Regions from separate parts of the Oryctolagus cuniculus genome. Here region 2 is linked to region 1. A link is a contact called in public Micro-C data. All regions are on one chromosome and are shown on one strand. Each heading gives the region's core, a stretch centred on a gene start, on an enhancer-like site or on the middle of the called end of the contact. The rest is flanking DNA. Distances are from core to core; before and after follow the strand shown. Region 1 holds the start of SIPA1L2 (signal induced proliferation associated 1 like 2). Region 2 holds the start of MAP10 (microtubule associated protein 10).

Evidence for each region. A called contact is a pair of places that touch in the nucleus more often than the background predicts.
Region 2: a contact with region 1 is called in a Micro-C map of ear pinna, with 2.8 times the contacts expected there. The contact joins the promoter of MAP10 here to the promoter of SIPA1L2 in region 1. A contact is called at or near these places in 3 of 6 Hi-C or Micro-C datasets (ear pinna, skin fibroblasts and an unstated tissue).

The regions. Positions count from the first base shown.
Region 1 is chr13:52,072,935-52,077,583 of mOryCun1.1, reverse strand. It overlaps SIPA1L2 (signal induced proliferation associated 1 like 2), which reads left to right and starts at 2,823. Exons shown (of 23, transcript XM_070055527.1): 1 at 2,823-2,852.
Region 2 is chr13:52,255,263-52,259,911 of mOryCun1.1, reverse strand. It overlaps MAP10 (microtubule associated protein 10), which reads right to left and starts at 2,376. Exons shown (of 1, transcript XM_008268256.4): 1 at 1-2,376. The coding sequence starts at 1,469. All of the region lies in intron 4 of LOC103350933 (a long non-coding RNA gene), which reads left to right.

The sequences.
Region 1 (4,649 bases), core at 1,574-4,073:
TGTCCATATGCTCATCTGTATGTGGGGACGTCCCTTCTAAGGAGAAATAGGACTGGCATGGCCAAAGTGCCATATGAAGATTTGTTATTTAAGTGACTAAGCCCATGTGTGGCCAAAGGGCATGGCTGTTTCCCCAACGTGCCTTGTGTTAGTAAAATGGTACTGGCTTCCTAAGTCCCTCTGGACTTACTAGAAGTCAGGTGACCAAATGGCCCAATCACAAGTGTCAGCTCCACCCCCACCCCCACCCTAAATGTCAGCTCCGACTTCCTTACCTGTGCAAAGCTATGTAAGACCTGTTCTAGTACAGGCTGTTTTCTCCTGCACAGGGAGGCAGCCTGTCGGGTTTCCCCCACCGGACCATAAACCTTCTCCCTTACTCCGGTGTTTGGTGTGTTTTGTAGTGACCTTTCACCTTGCTCAGTTGGTTTCTGTGTCTTTGCCCACTGTGCTTGCTCTCGCCAGGGGTATTGCTCTGTTTTCTCCTCCCTGCCTGCCGGTTTGAGAAACGAGGCAATTGGCACCAGCTTTGCCTGCAGACTGCTGGCTCTCCTGTCCTCCCTGTGGGCACCACTCACTGATGCTCCTGAGCACCCACTCTTGAGTGCTGCCCCATGTCATGAAATTCACCCTCTGGCAAACAGTCCTTGAGTCCTTTGAGTCTATACGTAATCCCCTGCACATAGTATACAATCAATACCTATTCGTTGCAAATGATGGACGTTCATTTAACATAAAAGAAATAGTTAGGAAGAGGGTTGGCAGCAGAAAAGGGAAGGGAGAGATAAAGGTGGGAATAGAAACCCTTCTTTGACTTAGCCATTCAGGTTTATTACAGTCATCTGTAAGCAGACTCTTGCTGTAGTGCATCAAGAAAATAAAACCTCTATTTTGCTCATTTCAAAAGTAAATAGATACAAGTCCCAGGCAAGGTCAGCCAACAAGCTCAAAACCTTGGAACTGAGAAGACAGCTGGTATGTCTTTGAACTCAATGCCTTTTATTTTTCTTAGAGAAAAATAGGTAGACTGATGTTGGAATTATTTCAGGAGTTGATGTGCTGAATCAGAATTGCAAAGAGAATTAATTCCTTGAGTTTGTTTCTTTAGAACCCTCTAGAGCCTGCTGAAATCCACCACAGAAGACTTTTGAGGGATAGCAAATGAGGCTTGGGGAGAAAGCGAGAGGAAATCTTAGCTTGGGGAAAGGTGAAAGTGAGAAGATAAAAACATATGATCGTTCTCTCTAGCTCTCAGGCAAATATAATTTCATACCTCATAGTCAATTTTTTTTTAAACCAGCAAAATTTATAGCTTTAGAACAAGAATTCTTCAGAAGGATATGCTGAGGCCCTTGTTTGCATCACCATTGTTCTGAAAGGCGCTGTTCAGGCAAGAGAAAAGGGCGCAGTGCCTGCTTGCTGAGGGCAGGCACGTTCTGATCCGGGAGGGTTGCTTGCAGCTCTGAGTTCTGGGATAGTCTCTCTCTCTCTCTCTCTCTCTCTCTTTACGATTTATTATTATTTGTTTGAAAGAGTTACAGAGAGATAGAGACAGAGAGAGAGAGGTCTTCCATCTGTTGGTTCAGTCCCTAAATAGCCGCAATGGCAAGAGCTGAGCTGATTCGAAGCCAGGAGCCAGGAGCTTCTTCTGGGTCTCCCATGTGGGTTCAGGGCCCAAGGACATGGGCCATCCTCTGCTGCTTTCCCAGGTGCATTAGCAGGGGGCTGGATCAGAAGTGGAGCAGACAGGACTCAAACTGGTGCCCATATGGGATGCCAGCACTCAGGCTGGGGTTCTAACCCGCTGCACTACAGCACCGGCCTTGTCAGAAACTCTTTAAGGACTTTCACAAAGGCACACAACGGTTTGCACAATTACCTACATTGTAAAAAATTGCTGCCAACTTTGGTAGTGGAGCTAAGGGCTTAGATATTTAATTTTAGTTTGCAAAACAGAAAAAGAGGGCTGGAAAGTGACAGAGGAAGAGAACTGTGGCCAGCATTGTCACTGAGAATGTCTGGTCAGACTTCATGTACAATGGTCACATAGGGACATGAAAGGGCTATGTTTCTCTCCTCTATTAGACAATGCAGCAAGACCTATCGCAATGGTTCAGGATTGGCTTTGTGCTACAGCAACACGTTGGAGGGCAGACACAGTTCTTCTCCTCATGGCCCTTACAGAATAATGGGACAGGCATGTGCAACACTGTGGGGTGTAAGGAGTACCGTCACCTGATGTATGAAGGGAAGGCTCCTCCCCAGGCACCCCCACACACACCCAGGAAAAGTCTCTTTATGACTACTTTTGTGGGATTTTTGTTCTTCCTTCTCCAAAAGCATCTGCAATGTCAGGAGAGTGTGAGATGAACTGCTGAAAAGCAGAGCCTGTGTCCCATGCATTTTTATAAGCTCACAGGGTCTCCATAAATGTTGGCTGAACGAATCCATAACAATCTGATAAAAGATGATCATAGGGTGAGAGTTGGGAAGCCCATCAAAACCTGGGGAAGCCAGAAATTTTGTAGTCATAGAGGTGCTATTTGACAGTTTTCATTGTACCCATTCCCAGGTGTCATGCTTATTTGAAAAAGATATAAAAGACTGTACACCGTGTATGTATGCTTTAGATCTCAAAGATAAAGCATGGGAGGGACAGCCTGTAACTTTTAAGGGGGTTGTGTTCTAGGAAGTGTTTCTGATAGGGAAGTGGAGATAACCTTATCTCTTCAGGAAGAATTCTGCCTCTGAGGAACTGACATCTCCGGTTCAGTCTCAGGGAATACAGCCTGCTCCGGAAACCCTGCGGAGTGGCTGGAAGGGAAGTCGCGGGCCACCTAAGCCTCCTGCTGGTAGGTGACTCCCACCATACCTCTCAGGCAGAGTCAACTCCAGTCTAGCATAAGGCATTCTTCTGCGATTCCTCATCTTTCAGGGTCCAAGTCAAGTGGCAAGCTGTGTAAATCGATAGCGTCAAGTAATGCTTTCTCCCGGGTGATCAACATTACCTCGGAAAGCAGACACTATGGGTCTAAAAAGTTCATTTCCTCGTTGTTGAGATAAGGATCTAAGAACATTTCTCTCCTGGCTGAGCACCGCTGGCGGGCGGGGAGAGACGTCCTGGGCTGGGCCGGGGGACGCGGGGACTCCCAGCCTCTCCCTGCGTGCCTCCCGTTTCGGAAAGGCCTCTCCTCCACCATAATCCCTTTTCCATTTCCTAAAGCGTTTCTACGTGCACCCTCCCGCACCCCTGGGGCCCGCACACGAAGGCGCGCTCCGCCGGGGCTCTTCTGAACAAAGTGAGTCGAACCGTTTGGCCGGTTGCGAGGCCGTGGCAGGTGCCGCTCCGTGCCCACGGCTGTGCGTGTTGTCCCGGCCGGGGGCGCTGAGGCTCCCGAGTCGCAGGGACCGGAGCGCCGGGCCAGCGAGTCCGTCCTGTCTCCGGTGAGCAGAGGGCCGGGCGGGGTCGCATCTGCAGCAAGGGGACGGATCGGAGCCGGATTTGGGGTTTTTAACTTCTCCAGAGGAGCGAAAGAGAGTCCGGTCGGCAGCAGTGACGGGTCGCCCGGAGTCAGGGTTCCAGGTTCACAGCGGCCCCCACAGCCCACTCCCCGGGGAAGGGACTCGATGCCCCTCCCGGACGCGCCGCTCCCGCGCGCCGCGGGGCCTGGGAACAGCGCACCGGCTGCGCCCCGAGCCCCGCGGGCGGTGGGACAGACGGCGCCCGCGCCCAATCGCAGGGCGGGGCCGAGGGGGCCTGCAGGCTGCGGCCAATGGGAGGCCGCAGAGCGGGCGAGGGGCGGTGCCGCCCGGCAGGCGGGCGGCGGCGTCGGGAGCCGGCGCGGCAGACGGGGAGCCCGGGAGGAGTCGGCGGAACGGGAGGAGGAGGAAGACGGAGGAGGAGCGCCGCGCCCCCGCCGGCCGCCTGCCTGTTCACAGGCCGAGAGCTCCAGCGGCAGCCGGCGGGTCCGGGCCGCCTCCGCCGGAGTCCGGCGCGGGCAGAGTCCGGGCCGATGGGCAGCCCGGGGCAGCGGCGGGCGGCAAGGCAGCTGCCCCGGTACGCGCCGCCAGACGCGCGCGGGCTGTAGCAGGTCTCGGAGGACGGCGTTCCCGAGGTGCGTGTCTGGGCGCTTCTGCGACGGTCCCGGAGGGTAAGGGGTTGCCCTTCGCGGGAGCGTCTGAGGGGTGACGGCGGCGGGGTCGCGGAGCGCGGGGTCCGGCTGGCAGATGCGCCACGCTTGCCAGCCGAGGGTGGACGAGGGAGCCGCGGCCGCTGGTTCTCTCCAAGTTATCAGGGCACCGTCGCGGTGACACGGGGACCGAGGAGGACCTCAACCAGGTGCCCGGGCTGGGCTGTGATTGAGGGTCGGGGAGACCGGGGTCGCGGCTTCCCCGGCGCGCCGGGCTGGGGACCGAGGAACTTGCGGCGGCGCCGCTCTCCGCGCGCTCGCCGGGACGGCCCCCTTGTTGTGAGACCCCGAGCAGCGGGCGAGCGCCCTTCTCACTCAGCTCGACCTTTCTTCCCACTTTGCGCGGCCGCCGGTGTGCAGCGCTCGGACCCCCTCCGCTGCCGGGCCTCCTGCGGTCCCCTTCGTCAGAACGGGTAGTTTGACCGCGTCCTGGGAATATCCCCAGGAGCACCTACAGAT
Region 2 (4,649 bases), core at 1,127-3,626, 180 kb before region 1:
GGGTCACCACTTTTCTTTTCAAAATATGTACATTTCTTATGGTTTTCAACTTGTTTTTTTTCATGCTGAAGAGTCTCTGACTTTTCCTGTTCCCCCATAGAAAGCTTCTCCTTCTTAGATTCAGGCTGACAGGTGGATCTGGCAGAAGATTCTGGTGCCTTTTGATCCTCAGTTCTATATAACCAGGCTAGGTGAGGATGTATCTGAGTAGGGCTTGTCATGGGTTGGTTATATAAGACAGACAACTCAACTAGCAAAGCATTTAACAAAGGCAACTGCCTTATAATATTAACTCTATTTTGTTCAGTTTGAGAGTTACTTGCAGTTTGATTAACTGCTCCTATATCCTGAATCTGTGGAGGATTTTTAAGTATTGGGAGAGTCTCATAAGTGGCAGAATTTGTGTGTTTTGAAGAACTCCCATGCGTTGGGGAATTTACAAGGTTTTTCTCCGGAAAAGCACTATCCACTTCCTCAGATTCATTCACTTGAGGTTCTATGGTGATTGTCACTCGTGCAGGAGTCGTCTTTTCTTGGCTCCTGTGAGTGTAAAACAGAGGAGGAGGGCAAAATATGTTGCTTTCAACATCCAACTCTGTGACTTCCTGATTCAGGGGGCCGATACTCCGCCCATTGCTAGCATTTTCACAAGTAAGAGAGTCAGTTTTGCCATTCTCTGCTGAACCTCTGTTAACAGAGGTGGCCTCACTGTGGGACACTATATCCTTCAAAGCCTTTGGGGTTTTTAGCCCTCCCGGAGGTCTAGCAGCAACTCTCGGGCTGGGCTCTGAGGCTAGCTGCTCCAGCTGCTGTTTTTCTTGTGGGGTCTGAGAACGGACCTCCTCTGCCTCCTGCACCTCTCTGCCCGCCACTCCACCTGCGCAGGTGGTGGCCTTGATGGGCCGCTCAAGATGGCCCAGCAAGCGGCTGCCCAGGTCAGTCAGGCGGTAGGCCAGCACAATGTCCCCGATCTGCTCCCCCGCCCGGTTACGCAGGGGGAAACTTCCCCGGAGGCCCTGGGAGCACCCGGAGGCTGCCGGCCCTACGACCTCGTGGGCCGCGGACGCCAGCGAGACGTTGCAGGACCCCAGGAGCTGTGGGGTGGGCGTCGGGCGGCCGGGAGGCAGCTGCAGCAGCAAGGTGTAAAGGGGAGTCCGAAGGAGGAGGCGGTGCAGAGAGGCAGGGTGGAAGCGGAAGAGACAGGACTTGCCGCGACCGAAGCTGATCACGCCGTGCCGGGGTTCCGGGGCAGGCGCGGCGGGGCCTCCTGGAGGGTAAACCAGCAGCGTGGGGAAGTCCAGCAGGCGGAAGGCCACGGCGGGGCACAGGTCGCGCGTCTGCGAGGCCCCCTCCTGCTCCTCCTCCTCCTCCCCTGCACCCGAGATCGGCGACTGCAGCCCGGCTCGGAGACGCACGCAGTCTACCAACAGCTCCAGCGAGAAAAGGTGCTCGGACAGCGCGGCCGCCATGGCTGTTGCCCCAGGAGACGCCGCTGCGGTCTCCGCTGAAAGCTGAAGACCAAGACTCTCGCGAGAGTGAGGGAAAAGCGGGCGCCTGGCAGGCTATCTCGCGAGACTTGAGGGGCTGTCCCTTGCTGCAGCCGTCCTGGGAATTTAAGCTGCTCTGTGTATTTGATCCGATTGCACCGATACTCGGTGTAAGCACTTTTCTCCTAAAAGGCTTATATTAAGACAGTTGTCTGATAATAAGACTGAGGCTGTGAGTGGTAAAACACAGGGTCGCTCGCTCTTTCGCCCTCTCCCTCCCCCTCTGTCGTGTTTTTAATCATTGTAGCTCCCATAAATTAAGGGATCAGATCAGATATTCAAAGTAAATTAGTACTGTCTTCCAGTTCCCAGGCTACAGGAAACCTCCGAATTGTCCACAGTCAACCTTTGTGGCTGCCGTTTTGCCTAAAAGATAGGGACACTGCTCCGGTGGCCTTGGGAGCCTCTGTCTGTATGTGTGAACACGTTGACAATGACTCTCTTCCTCCCTTCTTTGCTCAGATTATTCTAAGCCTTCTCAGCTAATCTTTGACTTTGGCATCTGACCTTGTGGCGCCAGCTATCCAGTTGTAAAATGATTTATAGAGAACCTATAACCCTTCATATCTGACTATTCTTGATACCTAATCAAATTCTGCCTCCCCCTACCCTAGGTATCTGACTGCCCTAGCCTGCCTTCAGGAAGAATCCTTTTAGATCTGTTTTACCAAAATCTTTTTCCATCCTCTATGTTTCCTTTTGGTAATTTTCCACTCGGCCACCTCTGTCTTCTGTTTGGCTATAAATCTCTGTGTTTTGTACCCAGAATTGAGCCCAACTCTATACTGAGGTCTCCTATTGCAATAATTCCTGATTAAAATGTTTTTACCTCTACTATCTGACTCTGTTTTTTCTTTGAGAATATTTCCAGCTGAACAATCCCCTATGAAAGTAATGTTATAGATCCTATTATACATGCACACATGTGTGCACATTTGGGCACACACACATAATATAGAAATACAGCTTATTGCAATATCCCAGGTCTTTTTTATTTTTTATTTTTTTTTTATTTTTTTTTTATTTTATTTTTTTTTTTGACAGGCAGAGTGGACAGTGAGAGAGAGAGACAGAGAGAAAGGTCTTCCTTTTGCCGTTGGTTCACCCTCCAATGGCCGCCGCGGTCGGCGCGCTGCGGCCGGCGCACCGCGCTGATCCGATGGCAGGAGCCAGGAGCCAGGTGCTTTTCCTGGTCTCCCATGGGGTGCAGGGCCCAAGCACCTGGGCCATCCTCCACTGCACTCCCTGGCCACAGCAGAGGGCTGGCCTGGAAGAGGGGCAACCGGGACAGAATCCGGCGCCCCGACCGGGACTAGAACCCGGTGTGCCGGCGCCGCTAGGCGGAGGATTAGCCTAGTGAGCCGCGGCGCCGGCCTATCCCAGGTCTTTTTTAAAAAGAAATATACTACTAATTCCAGTGAGCTAGCCAACTAGAAAAACAAGGCCAATATGCAGAGAATCTTGAATGTCTTAGTAAGGAGTTTGGACTTTATTCTGCATACAATGTTTTGAATGAGTAAGTTAAATTCATATGAATGTTTGGAAATGTAGCAGGAGGAGGAACACAGGACGGATATTACTAATAATTTGGATTCAGAGCCATCAGAAAAGTATTGCAATGGGCTAAGTGAGACAGGTATAGCATGAACATTGCTCAGGTTGGTGGAATTAAGGGGGAGATGACGGATGGAAGAGGGATTTTCTGATGGAGGGATTTTAGAATTTTGTGACTAGAAGAGAAGGTGTGCATGAAAAATTCATGCTATTGAAGGAGAAATTATTGAGGAGGCTGAAACTTGATGAGGGAAAATACCCTTGTACCTGCTGGACATTACATGGATATTTCAATTTTATCCAGCTTTATAATTTGGAGTTAAATTATATTGCTTGATTCTCTGAATAACATTAATGAAGCTCCAGAGTTCAGAATTGGAGGGACTTGGTACTATAGTGTGAAGATGTGAGAGGGGGGTTTTATTGCATTATGTAAATAGAGATACTGCTCTTGTCCTTAAGAATCTTACTACTTGCAAAGGCACATAATAAAGTGACTTACTCAATGGCAAATTAATAAGTGAAAGCAATGAGGTATTAAGTCCTTCTATGCCAGAAAAACACATGAAATTCCTTGAAGGTGTTCTGAAGTAAGACTTTTGAGTAAGGTTAATAATGGGGACAAGAAGCACTTGTATATCTCCTATACTCCTATGTGAACAGAGAAACCAGTGACCCTCTTCCATAAGGACATTGCTTTTATATTATGAAGAGTCATTAAAAAGTTTGTGAAAAATACATGTAATGAAAAAAATTAGGCATGGATTTCAAAATGTTTTTGACCAAAATAAGCTTATTTTTAAATTCCATTTTCTATGAAGTTTTTGAAGTACCCTCTTATGTCAAGTTTCTTTTTATTTTATTTATTTTAAAGTTTGTTTATTTATTTGAAAAGCAAAATTACAGAGAAGGAGGGAGGGGGAGAGAGAGAGAGAGATCTTTCATTGCTGTTTCACTCCCCAAATGCTAACTAACACCAGCTAGGGCTGGGCCAGGCTGGAGCAGGAATCAGGAACACAATCCAGTTCTTCCATGGAAGTGACAGGAACCAAATTACTTGAACCATCACTGATGCCTCCCAGGGTATGCATTGACAGGTGGCTGGAATCAAACCCAGGCAGTCTGATGTAGGGCACGCACAGACTAGGAAGTTGAGGGTTGTGTTACAGCCTTCTTGTGTTTAGGTTCTCTTCCATTGTCCTCAAAGGCTTGCATGCAGCATTCTGGATACATAACACATTCCTAGAGCAAGAAAATTTCAGTCAGGAGATGTAGATGTCTAAAGTCATTCGTTCAGGACTTGAGATGAAAATGTCTTGACAGAAAGGTGCCCTGTCCCAAGACTTAATTAGAAACTCCTAAAATCTAAGTCAAATGCCCCCCCCTCTCTGCTTACCATATAACAAATGGACCTCTGCAACGTGCTGTAAACAATCAGAACTTTAATCTGTCTTCACATATTCAGTCATTGGTAATGCTGATTTGACTTTAATCTCAGGATAAACATCAGTGTCTGAATTGTTTGAATCCAACTCTTTCTCCTTATTT